2 separate regions of the Sus scrofa genome follow, and region 2 is linked to region 1. A link is a contact called in public HiChIP or PLAC-seq data. All regions are on one chromosome and are shown on one strand. Each heading gives the region's core, a stretch centred on a gene start, on an enhancer-like site or on the middle of the called end of the contact. The rest is flanking DNA. Distances are from core to core; before and after follow the strand shown.

The links. HiChIP or PLAC-seq counts read pairs in DNA pulled down with a chosen protein or histone mark.
Region 2: a contact with region 1 is called in an H3K27ac HiChIP or PLAC-seq map of alveolar macrophages. The contact joins the promoter of GABARAPL2 here to the promoter of KARS in region 1. A contact is called at or near these places in 3 of 47 Hi-C or Micro-C datasets (blood, embryonic fibroblasts and heart right ventricle) and 2 of 2 datasets of contacts at active chromatin or transcription factors (alveolar macrophages and skeletal muscle).

The regions. Positions count from the first base shown.
Region 1 is chr6:12,055,687-12,061,076 of Sscrofa11.1, forward strand. KARS (lysine--tRNA ligase) reads left to right here and starts at 1,789. Exons shown (of 14, transcript XM_003126856.3): 1 at 1,789-1,945. The coding sequence starts at 1,884. It overlaps TERF2IP (telomeric repeat-binding factor 2-interacting protein 1), which reads right to left and starts at 1,765. Exons shown (of 3, transcript XM_003126857.3): 1 at 978-1,765. The coding sequence starts at 1,656.
Region 2 is chr6:12,130,333-12,136,004 of Sscrofa11.1, forward strand. GABARAPL2 (gamma-aminobutyric acid receptor-associated protein-like 2) reads right to left here and starts at 2,654. Exons shown (of 4, transcript XM_003126859.5): 1 at 2,493-2,654; 2 at 2,099-2,154; 3 at 550-722. The coding sequence starts at 2,526.

The sequences.
Region 1 (5,390 bases), core at 539-3,038:
TTCTCTAAGCCTGGAACACCCCGTCTTCAGGTAATCACCTGGCTACCTCTTTCATTTCCTTTGGTCTGTGCTTAAGTATCAGTTTAAAATAGGTAACTTCCTTTCCCACGCTGCAGAAAACGACCTCCTCTTCAGCCCTTACTCAGATTTATTTTTCTCTATAGCACTCACTAAACTAGCATTTTAAGCAGGGAGTTTTAGTGTTTCTATCCCAGCAAGATAAGTGTCTCAAGCTCAAATATCTGTTGAATGAATTTCAAATGTCACTTTTACCGAAACCAAAACAAGAGGAACAGTTTTTACCTCCCCAGACCTCACCTGTGATGCAACAGCCACATAAGAATAGGGAAGTGGGGAAGAAGTATGCCTCTTTGAACAAAAGGGTCAGGTTCAACTGTCAATATCCCTTATATCAGAAGTGAAGCATCTGACCAGCTTTGCTGTATCCTAACCACACCTGAGTCCCAACATTCAACTCAACTGCCTTAGAAACTCACCTCACCTGAGCGAAACTAAAAAACCATTTCCAATTGCTGAGAACCTTCTATGTGAATATGCATCTGTTTCAGCCAAGACATTACAATAAACTGGTCTGGCAGGGCTTATGCTGAATTTCCTTAAACACTGGAGAATTGTTTTTAAAAAGGAGTCTGTGAAATCTCTCTGAAAAGATACCCAAGAAGGTGGTTCCCCAGTGCCTCGCAGGGTGGGGGGTGGGGGCGGGGGAGAGTATCTAATGGGCAGGAAAAGGGGGAGAATTTTCCATATACTCTTTTTGTACCTTTGTAATAGCGAACCCCGTCAATATCCCACCTATTGGAAAAGTGAATTCAAGATCAGAAAATGGTGTTAGTTTTACCCGGATGTCACAGGGGGGCGGGGCGGGGGATGCTACCAAAGACACAACATGGTCGCCCCTCGGGACAGGAACGACGCCCCCGCCCCCACGCCGCGCAGGTGCCAGCGACAGGCCTCACCCCCGCTATCAGCAGCCTCGGGGTCTTGCTCAGCTTTCCGCTTGAGTTTCTGCGAGGAAGGGCTCACGGGGGCCTCCCCCAGCAGGTACTTATGCTCCTGGCCCCGTAGGCGCTTGAGGTAGCGGTCCTTCAGGGACTGCCACGAATGCTGGGTGAGCGAGCTCTTCTCCATCGCTTTCCACAAGGCATTGCCGGTGACCGAGCTGGGCGAGCGGGCATGTTCCTTCACGTAGGTCAAGATGGCCACGTCGTCCGCGTCCGTGAAGCCGATCCGCCCCGCGTGCGGCTGCGGCTCGGACTCCGCGGCGGCGGCGCCGCCTCCGGCCTGCCCCCCGGGCTTCGTCTCTGGGGCCTGGTCGTCCGCCGGAGCCGGGCCCAGCCGGTAGGCCTCCAGCTCGAGCTTCTCGTTGCGCTCCACGCAGTCCAGGATGTACTGCGTGGAGATGAAGTCGCCCGAGGCCTCGGCCGCCGCCTCCCCGGGCTGGGCCAGCAGCACGGCCCCCGGCTCCTGCACCCGGCACAGGGTGCCGCCGCCGTGCAGGATGAGCGTCGAGAGCCGGCGCTTCGCCGGACTGGGACGCACGTAGAAGGACATGGAGCTGCCATCCTCCCTCAGGAAAAGAGTCGACGAATGGGTAGGCCCATTGGGGTCTTTGCCCAAATCCATTGCCTCCGCCATTGCGAACGCGCAGCGGAAGAGCTGCCCCCTAACGAGCGTCTGGCGCACGGAGCCCCACTGCCTGAGGTAACGTACCAGACGCCGCGGCTGCTGGCCCCAAATGCGCCTGCGCGACAGCTGCGCGTTAACAGTGGGCGCCCCTTTCCCCGGAAGAGGCGGGACTTCCGAGCGTGACCTGAAAATCGCCCTACGAGTCTCATCCTCTTTAGGTCCGGCCCTCGGGAAAGATGGCTGCGGTACAGGCGGCTGAAGTTAAAGTGGACGGCGCGGAGCCGAAACTGAGCAAAAAGTAAGTGTCGATGCGGGTCGTTAAAACCTTTGCGATCGGAGAGTCTGGACTAAGAAGTACCTCGAGGCTTCGGCCGTAGCGGCTGTGCTTGGGGCCTTCCTGCCGGCTCTCGTGGGTACCCACATGCAGGAACGTAGCCCCTGCGCCCTGAACTACATCCCCCAGGATGCCCGAGGGCCCGCGCTGACCGCGTCCTTCCTCCCCGTCGTACTCCTGGAGTGAGAGTATGCGGAGAATTGAGAGGCGACAGAGAAAAGGGAAAATTACTTCTCCCCTTTGCTCCCCCTTGAGAAATGCGTTATTATTGAGCCACGCCCCAATAAGGAAATTGGAGGAATGTTAAATACCCTAGTTTTTCAGAAAGACCTTCAAATTGTCCTTGGCCTAGCCAAAGCCACTGTGAACCTTTAGTATTAAAAAGATCAGTTTTTCAACTGTGTTGTGCACCTATCCGTATGAGTTACTCAAAGGATCTGTGATTATTGAATAAATCACCAGTGTCCAGCAGTAGGGTCTGTCAGCCGGATATACCAAGCTGCACTCAGCATTGCTGGATGTATCTTTGGTGATCACCCCAAGTCCCTGGAGTATGAAAGTACTTATAAATAAAGATTAGCTGCCTTTTTCACTGGCTGTGTCTTTTGTTCTCTGAATACTGCACTCCTTCTCAACCAAAGTTCTTCATAAAACATGAGCAATGATTGAGTGACTATTTCCTCAGTACTCCCAAGTCTAGTACATAAATACAGTGCTCTTCCAGTTGCAAGGAGAAAAGTTAGTTTAGTGCATGTAATGACTGCTTTAGCATTCAGGCAGTTAGAGTTGACGTTTCCTTTTGTGTCTCTGGGTTTACGCTTCACATATTCTAGGGAAATGAGAAAGGAAATATGTAAGCTTTTGGTTTGATGGCACCCTAATAACGTTGTTTGAAGAGTGACCAATAGATCTTTGTAAAAGTTTGGAACCTGGTCTTGAACTTCTGCCTTGAGGAAGATTGAACTTTGATCCCGTTACGTCAGTAATTGAATATTAGAGTTATAAATCATAGATGCCTCCTAAGTAAAAACTCCAGTTGAGTGTGTAATTTTAGGGTAAACTGAGGAAACTGGCCAGTTCCTTTCTGCTGACTTCTTAGATTAATTACAGCAGTCATTTTTTAAAGCATCTTTTTTTGTGTGTTGGGCTCTGTGCTAGAATGTTAGACTTTCCTCTAATCTCAGTGATAACCTTGCAAGGAAGGTGTTAATATCCATTTTTCAGTTTAATAAACTGAAGCTCTGGTGATTATATACGTTGCTGAAATTTGCATGCCTAAAGTTTTGTCCGCCGTGGATTCAAAGCTCTGGAGCAAATAATCTAAAATCAGGTCTGCAAATTCTACAGCCCGTGCTCATTATCCTGACTGTATCATACCTCCTCATGTGTCTAAAAGAATCTGCTATTGATGTATATTTCTCTAATGGGCCGAAATAGTTTATGACTAACATTTCCTTCTGTTTCTTAATTGTTCTTGGAATTTCCTTGATCTGAATCTTTAGTGAACACCCCTGTATGTCAGTTATTTTTTTTCCAAGTTTAAAAACAGATGGCTGCCTGCCAGGTGACTCATTCCTAAATGAAGGGCCAAATTTATTTTAATGAAATCAAGAACATAGTTCCTGTCATTCTGTTGCCTTCCAGTGTTAATGTATAAACATAATGTAATCTACGACTCATCTGAAATTCTCCTTTCCTCCTTGTTCCTAGAGCTCCAAACAAGTCTTCTCCTTGACATAATTGCTTTTGTGTGGTTTGTTTTTAGCTTCGTCCAGAGTTTGCAGTTGATGGTGATATTTTATGTGCTTCCCATTGCCATCTTTGTGGCCAGGTGTTTAATCTCCAAGAGAGAAACCACCTGTCAGGGGCTTGTCTCCTATTTTCTAGAGTGTTGTGATCATCTCTGCCCATAAACTGTTAATTTACCTGCTTTTGACTTTTGTCCCCGGATAGGCACCTTTTTACCATAGCCGGGACTAAGACTGTTATCAGTTAGAGTTGCAGCACAGTGTTAGAAGGTTGCTGTCAGTTGAGAGGGTAGAATGGAAAATGGGACATTAAAAGATTGTGCAACCTCCGCCCGCACCACCACCACCCAACCCTTAAGAGTAGGAGTGCTCCTTGGGGGTATGTGTACTGTCTGTCCATCTGACACCACCTCTCTGTGTTTCCTGTTAGGTGGTGGTAATCATTAGTTCCAGGGTATTCTACCATGTTGACGCAAGCTGCTGTAAGGCTGGTTAGGGGGTCCCTGCGCCAAACCTCCTGGGCACAGTGGGGGCAGAGGGAGCTGCGCCTGTATCAACTTGCCCCTTTCACAACGATTCACAAGGACAAGCCACTTTCTGATAAAAGAAGGTTGGTGCCAATTACCTTCTTTATTGCTCTGGGAGCAAAAATCCTTCCCTTACTTAGTCTCTTATCTGTTAAGCTTCTGGTTGAGTCCTTAGATTTGTTGCTAAGGAAACAGCCCTGCTACCCACCAAAACCAATAGTCTTTTCTCCTTTTCTCTTTAATAAATTCAGAGTCTCACTCCTTGGGGTCTTGAGATGACTTTTAGGTCTTATTGTAAAACAGTGCTGAAAACAAAACCTTAGTATGAATAAAGAATTTCTAATGCAGGTTATTTTCCCTTCTCTGTCTTTCTGGAATTTGCTCCTGAGATTAATTTGGTTTCTAGTCTTAGTTCTCATCCCTAGGACCTTTTTATGGTTGTTTTGATGATTTAAAGAGCAACACCTGGTTGACTAGAAAGCGGATTTATTATGTTAACTCCAGGAAGAACCAGATAGGCTTAGGTGCCCCCTGACTGCAATACAGCACCTAAGCCCAGCACACTGTTCTGGAAAGGTGGCTGCACATCTGCTACAAAATAGTTTCTCTCCAGACAGAGGCACCTACTTTAAGTCCCTCTGAGTCAGATTTCTTACTGAAAAGATAATCACTTCAAATCTCCAGTTAAGTTTTTATTAATTGAGCTTTTCTAAAATCATAGTTAACAATGTGCCCTGACACCAAACGAAATGCAGCCATGCATGACTAAGGATCCTTTGCCATGGTTCATTATTATTAACTACTCATTCAGTTAACACTGGTGACTTGGAAGAATGATCAATTCTATTTGAATAATGAGGGTATCCCTCTCTATCCAAATTTGGTTTCTGGATTTAGATCGCAAGATTTCAAGTCACTTAAACCAAGTTGTACACATCGCTTGAGTTTTTGAGTCTCGGGTGACAAGTATCAAGAGTTTGGATAGTGAGAGATTTGACCAGAAATGTATCCACATCCGTTAAGTTTCTTTCCTGGTGGAGGTGGAGAGTGAAGGGTCAACATAGTGAGAGACACCTAGAATGGTCACATTTGCGTGCTTCCTAAAATGTGAGGAGCAGGATCTTCTACGTACTC
Region 2 (5,672 bases), core at 1,404-3,903, 76 kb after region 1:
TCAGAGTAAGTGGTACCAAGGGAGGTGAAAGGCTGTAAAGAGACCTCAGAGCCCTGTGCTGGCCGGCAGCCATTCCCATGTACTTGAGGATCAGGCCGCTGCTCTCAGTGCACTCTCACCACGGCCAGAGCTGAGCCTGGAGAGCGAGCAAGCAGGCAGGGTGGTTGATTGAAACTGAGCCTCAGCAGGGCCCACAAGCTCCTGGGGAAGAACTTATTTCATGGATCATTTGGAGAAAACCTCATTTCAGGCTTCAGTTCTAAAAATGGCTAAAGCCAAAATAAGTCCTAACTGTTTTAAAGGATTCTTGGGCGCCTGAGGCTGAATCTCATCTTTTGTTTGTTTGTTTGTTTGTTTGAAGTCCAGGCCTTACTCTATTGTCTTAACCCAAAGTATACACCCATCTACTGCAACTCTTCCTTGAACTCCTGAGGTCAGGGAACACAAAATCCTTATTTCCAGTCAAGACCCCTAAGAGCTTTCAGTCCTCCAAAGTTTTGAGTTCTGCAAGCAACCAAGCAGATGGCCAACACAGTAAACACCTCTCACCTGGACTGTGGGACTGTCTTATCCACAAACAGGAAGATTGCCTTTTCAGAAGGAAGCTGGATCCTTTTCCTGATAATCCACATGAACTGAGCCACAGTGATGTCAGATGGAACCAGGTATTTCCGTTTGTCAATGTCAACAATCTGAGAGCCTGAGACTTTTTCCACGATCACCTGCAAAAGCAGAGAAAGGTCGGGACTGGATTTCTAGACTGAGGCTCTGGCCCAGCATTACTGGAGAGCTGATGAACAATGTGTGGTCAGGGAGGTGGGTGGGAAACTGTGAAACATGAGAAAATACGTTCGACTTAAAAAAACCACACACTTAAGAATTGATATATATGTGTTACGGGGAAAGGTAAGTGCTTTTCTGTGGTCAATTACTTTCTTTCTCATCCCTGATCTCAGCATGCATGAAATAAACACAGCCCTCACAAAAAAGCTTTGCAACATCTTGTCTGGGCAGACTGGAGACTATCTGGTGAGAGCTTCCTCTACAGCCTGTTACTTCAGGACCCCAAAGTGAACCCACACTACAGGGGAATAAGATCCCAAGGAACACTGGAAATGAGAATGGACGGACTAATGGGATGGACTGGCAATCCCAACCAGCCAAGAACCAAGCTCTTCATTTGGCCTGTTGCTTCTCTCTGAACTACGTTTCAAATTTACCCCTCTTGCTCTCTCCCCAGAGGAACTGTTTACAAGCCATGAGCTACAATAACAGACCCGGATGTCCTTTAAAAACCAATCAGGGAGTTTCCATCGTGGCACAGTGGAAACAACCCGACTAGGAACAACGAGGTTTCAGGTTCGATCCCTGGCCTTGCTCAGCAGGTCAAGGATCCAGCGTTGCCATGAGTTGTGGTGTAGGTCACAGTCACGGCTCAGATCTGGAGTTGCTGTGACTGTGGTGTAGGCCAGCAGCAACAGCTCTGATTGGACCCCTAGCCTGGGAACCTCCATATGCCATGGGCGCAGCACTAAAAAGACAAAAAACAAAAAGGACTAAAGAAACTATGTGCCCTAACACGGAAGAAATATAGGATACGTTTTATTGATTACAAGGAAGGCACTGGACGGGGCTCCTCAGATTTTTTTTGGTCAGGAAAGGATGACAGGGTCAGGGTGAGAAAAGGGAAGGAGAAGTCAGGTAAAGCCGGAGGCTCAAAGTTAAAGATGAATGTCCTAAGGCTAAAGTATCCCTTCCAAAACCAAAGTGAAAGACTCCCTCCACCACTATTCCCCAAAGTGGCTGTGACCTGTTGCCCTGTCCTAGAACATCGTTTCTTACATAATTGGCGAGGGAGCCCTGAGGCTGCAGACAGCTCGCTGGCCTAGTTCCGGAGATTCAGCACTGAGGCATCCTGAACAGCACCAACTCAAGCCCCTCAAGCCGCCGCCCGAGGGTCCCTAAGCCGTCAGGCCCCGTCAACTACTCTAACCGGACTGGAATCTAAACTTATCAACTGCTGAATGGCCAGGGACCCTATCATGGGTCCAAGACGGCAGGGGTGACAGCGAGGTGAGGGGGCGGGGAGTTCACTCACCGGAACCCGGTCGGGATATTTCGCTCGGATCTTCGCAGATTCCACGCATCTGTGTTCTATGAGAAAAACACACCCGGCTGACGGTCGCGCCGGCCCACCGGCCTCCGGGTCCCTCGCCCCTCCTCCACCCCACCCCACCCCCGTGACCTGTGCACGCCCCCGGCCCTCGTTCGGGTGTCCCAGCGACCTCGGTCCTCGTTCCCCTGGCTCTGGCGGGGCCCGCGGAGGGCGGCGAGGAATCCATAGTTAGCCGCCCGGGGTGCTGGGGCCTCGGCGACCAGAGCTCAGAGGGCGGCATCCGCCCCACCCGGCCCAGCCTAGGGCGGCCCGAGTGGGGGAGGGGGCCCACCCGCCGCCCCAGCCCCCACGGGCAGGCCAAACGCCGAGCGCTTACCCAGCGAGTGGTCCTCCTTGAACATCCACTTCATGGCGACAGCGGGGAAAGGACGCAGCCGGCTCTCGGAGCCGCGGAGCTCAGCGCACCAACCACAACAACAACGACGGCGGCGGCGGCGGCGGTGACTACACGGCAGGCGGGACTTCCGGCCGCTGGAGCCTAGCAACCGGCCGGGGGCGGGGCTTCCGGCGCCGCTTCTCAGGGCATCGGGCCAGGAGGCGTGGGGCAAGGAAGGAGTGGGTACCGCGAGAGGCCGCGGGAGGAGTTGCCGTGGTGACGTTGACGATTGGGGTGTCTGTAAGGGAAGTTGATGACTGGGAAGGGGATATTCAGGAATTGGTAACAAGAGCGGGGTTTCGGTGGACGTTGGTAACAGGAAGGGATGTGTGGAGGTCTGGCTGATACGACAGGGCTCTTGGGAGTGTTAGAGAAGTCCGACCGGGGCGTTGGTGACAAGAGGGGAATTTTAGAATATCAATGACTGAAGAGGGGTCTTTGGTGGCTGCTGATGGCAGGGGGTCTGTTTAGGGCATTGACAGTCTGAGGGGTATTGTGTAGAGTGGTAACGGGTTGGGCTAAATTGAGAGGTTTTTTGTTTATTTTTTTGGCCACGCCCACGGCATGCGGAAGTTCCCAGCCAAGGCCAGGGATCCCACCTGAGCCACCGCAGCGACAGCGCCGGATCCCTAACCCCTAGGCCACCAGGAAATTCCCAGGTTGGGGGCTCAATCTGGAGTGTATGACTAGTTTGAGGAAACTGTATGGGGAGGGATACTGATGACAACCCCGGGGGGTTCATTATTGGGGACAGCCATAACAGGTTGCATTGGACCTGGAAATGGAGTTTAAACAAATCCCATTTCCTTGCTTTATTCACGAATAGTGTCTGAATAAACATTTAAGAAAAGGTATCATAAATATGCATTTGAGGGGCATAACATCACGCTGATCACAAAGAAACCCCTTAATCTTAACTGGTGGAGTAGTCAGAGGTGACAGACTCAGAAAATTCCTCTGACAGCTAGGCATGAAGCGGGTTTCTTCAGCACTCAGCTTTGGGGTTCAACAGTTACAGCCTGGGTTGTGTGAGTGTCTCCTGCCTGAGCGTCCGCCTTCAGGTTCTCCAGGAACGTCATTCCTTTCTTCTTCCAAGAGTCATGGGACGGTCTGCCCTGGGTCATCATCTGTTTATGAGCTGGTGCATATCTGACAAGATATTCACTTAATTGGGCACATGATCCTCACCACATGCTTGTGAGTCTGATGCATCCAAAAGGCCTGCATGTGTGAACATCGTCATTCACAATTTCCTCAGTTGAAATTCCTTATGGATGTTGTGGAATCTAGCTTCATTCTAAAAGTATTTTTGTTATTTTAAGATTGTGTGTCTGAGCAACTAAAACAGCTGTTTGTTGACTTGCTTGTTTTTAATGAAATGAAAAATCCTATGAATTTCATACCTCGAGATTATTGTTGCATGTAGGAACACTATTCCAAGTGTTGGGGGAAAGCCATGAACAGAACAGACCACATATATGTTCTTATGATGTTTGCATTCTAGTGGGACAAAGCAAAAATATATATATGAGGAATTCCCATGTGGCACAGTGGGAACGAACCTGACTAGTAACCATGAGGTTTCAGTTTGATCCCGGGCCTCACTCAGTGGGTGAAGGATCTGGTGTTGCCGTAAGCTGTGGTGTAGGTCCCAGACTTGGCTCTGATCCTGTGTTGCTGTGGCACAGGCCGGCAGCTGTAGCTCCAATTTTACCCCTAGCCTGGGAACCTCCACAAGCCGTTTGTGCAGCTCTAAAAAGCAAAAAATAAAAAAAAAATGTGTGTGTGATAATAAGTGCTGTTTAGAAAAATAAAGCATGGTTGGTGACTAGAAAGTGAAGGTGGGAATCGAATGCTAATTAGATCAAGAATTCTAGGCAGTATTCTAGGAACAGTAAGGAACTTCTTATGCCTGGAGCTGATGAATAAGAGGGTGTTAGCAGGTGAGATCAAAGAGATTAAAGTACATTGATTAAAAGATATTTACTCAAAGAGATTAAAGTTGATTTACAATGTTGTGTCAATTTGGATTTTATTTAGAATGTGATGAGTATTCAGTGGAGGGTTTTAAGCCGAAGTGTGCCTTGATATGATTTTCCTTTTTAAGTGATCAGGCTACCTTCTGGGTAGACAGTAGACTATTGGGGGATTGAGGATGGAAGCAAGGGAATAGTTAAGAGGCTGTTGTAATAACCCAGGTATATGATTATGTTGGCTTAGACCAAGAACGTGTCTGTGGAGGTGGTGGGACGCAGCTGTGTTCTAGATATGTTTTGAAGGTAGAACCAGCAAAATGCTGATCGATTGGATATGAGTTGTGAGGGCTAAGTCTTTTTTTTTTTTTTCTCTTTTTAGGGCCACACCCACGACATATGGAGGTTCCCAGGCTACCAGGCTAGGGGGTCTAGTTGGAGCTACAGCTGCCAGCCTATGCCACGGCCACAGCAATGCAGGATCCTTAAGGCCAGGGATCGAACCCGAAACATGATTCTTAGTCGGATTCGTTTCCGCTGCACCCCAATGGAACTCCAGGGATAAGTCTCAGTGAGGTTTTTGGAAGCATAGAATTGCCATATACTGAAGTATGGTGGAGCCAGCTTAGGGGATGAGACTCAAGAATTTGCTTATGTCTTAAGTATGAGATGCATAGCACATAGTTCGAGTGAAGACGTAGAGTGGGTGGGTAGACCCATGACTCTCAATTCAGGAAAGAAGTATTTAAAGCTATCCAACTAGATGAGATTAGCCAGAGGGTGGATATAAATATGAAAATACAGAGTTCCCGGTGGCCTAGCAGTTAAGGTTGTCACTGCTCTGGTGGGATTCAGTCCCTTGCCCGGAACTTCCACAAGCCTTGGGCACGCCACTCCCCTCCCCACCCCCCCCAAAAAGAAAGACAATAACTATTTTACAAATAAAATTTAAAACTGAGGGAATTCCCACTGTGGCTCAGTGGATTAAGAAACCTAAGAAACCAACTAGTGGGAGTTTCCATTGTGGCTCAGAAGGTTACAAACCTGACTAGTATCCATGAGGATGCAGGTTCAATCCCTGGCCTTGCTCAGAGGGTTAAGGATCCAACGTTGCTGTGGCCGTGGTGTAGGCCAGCACCTGCAGCTC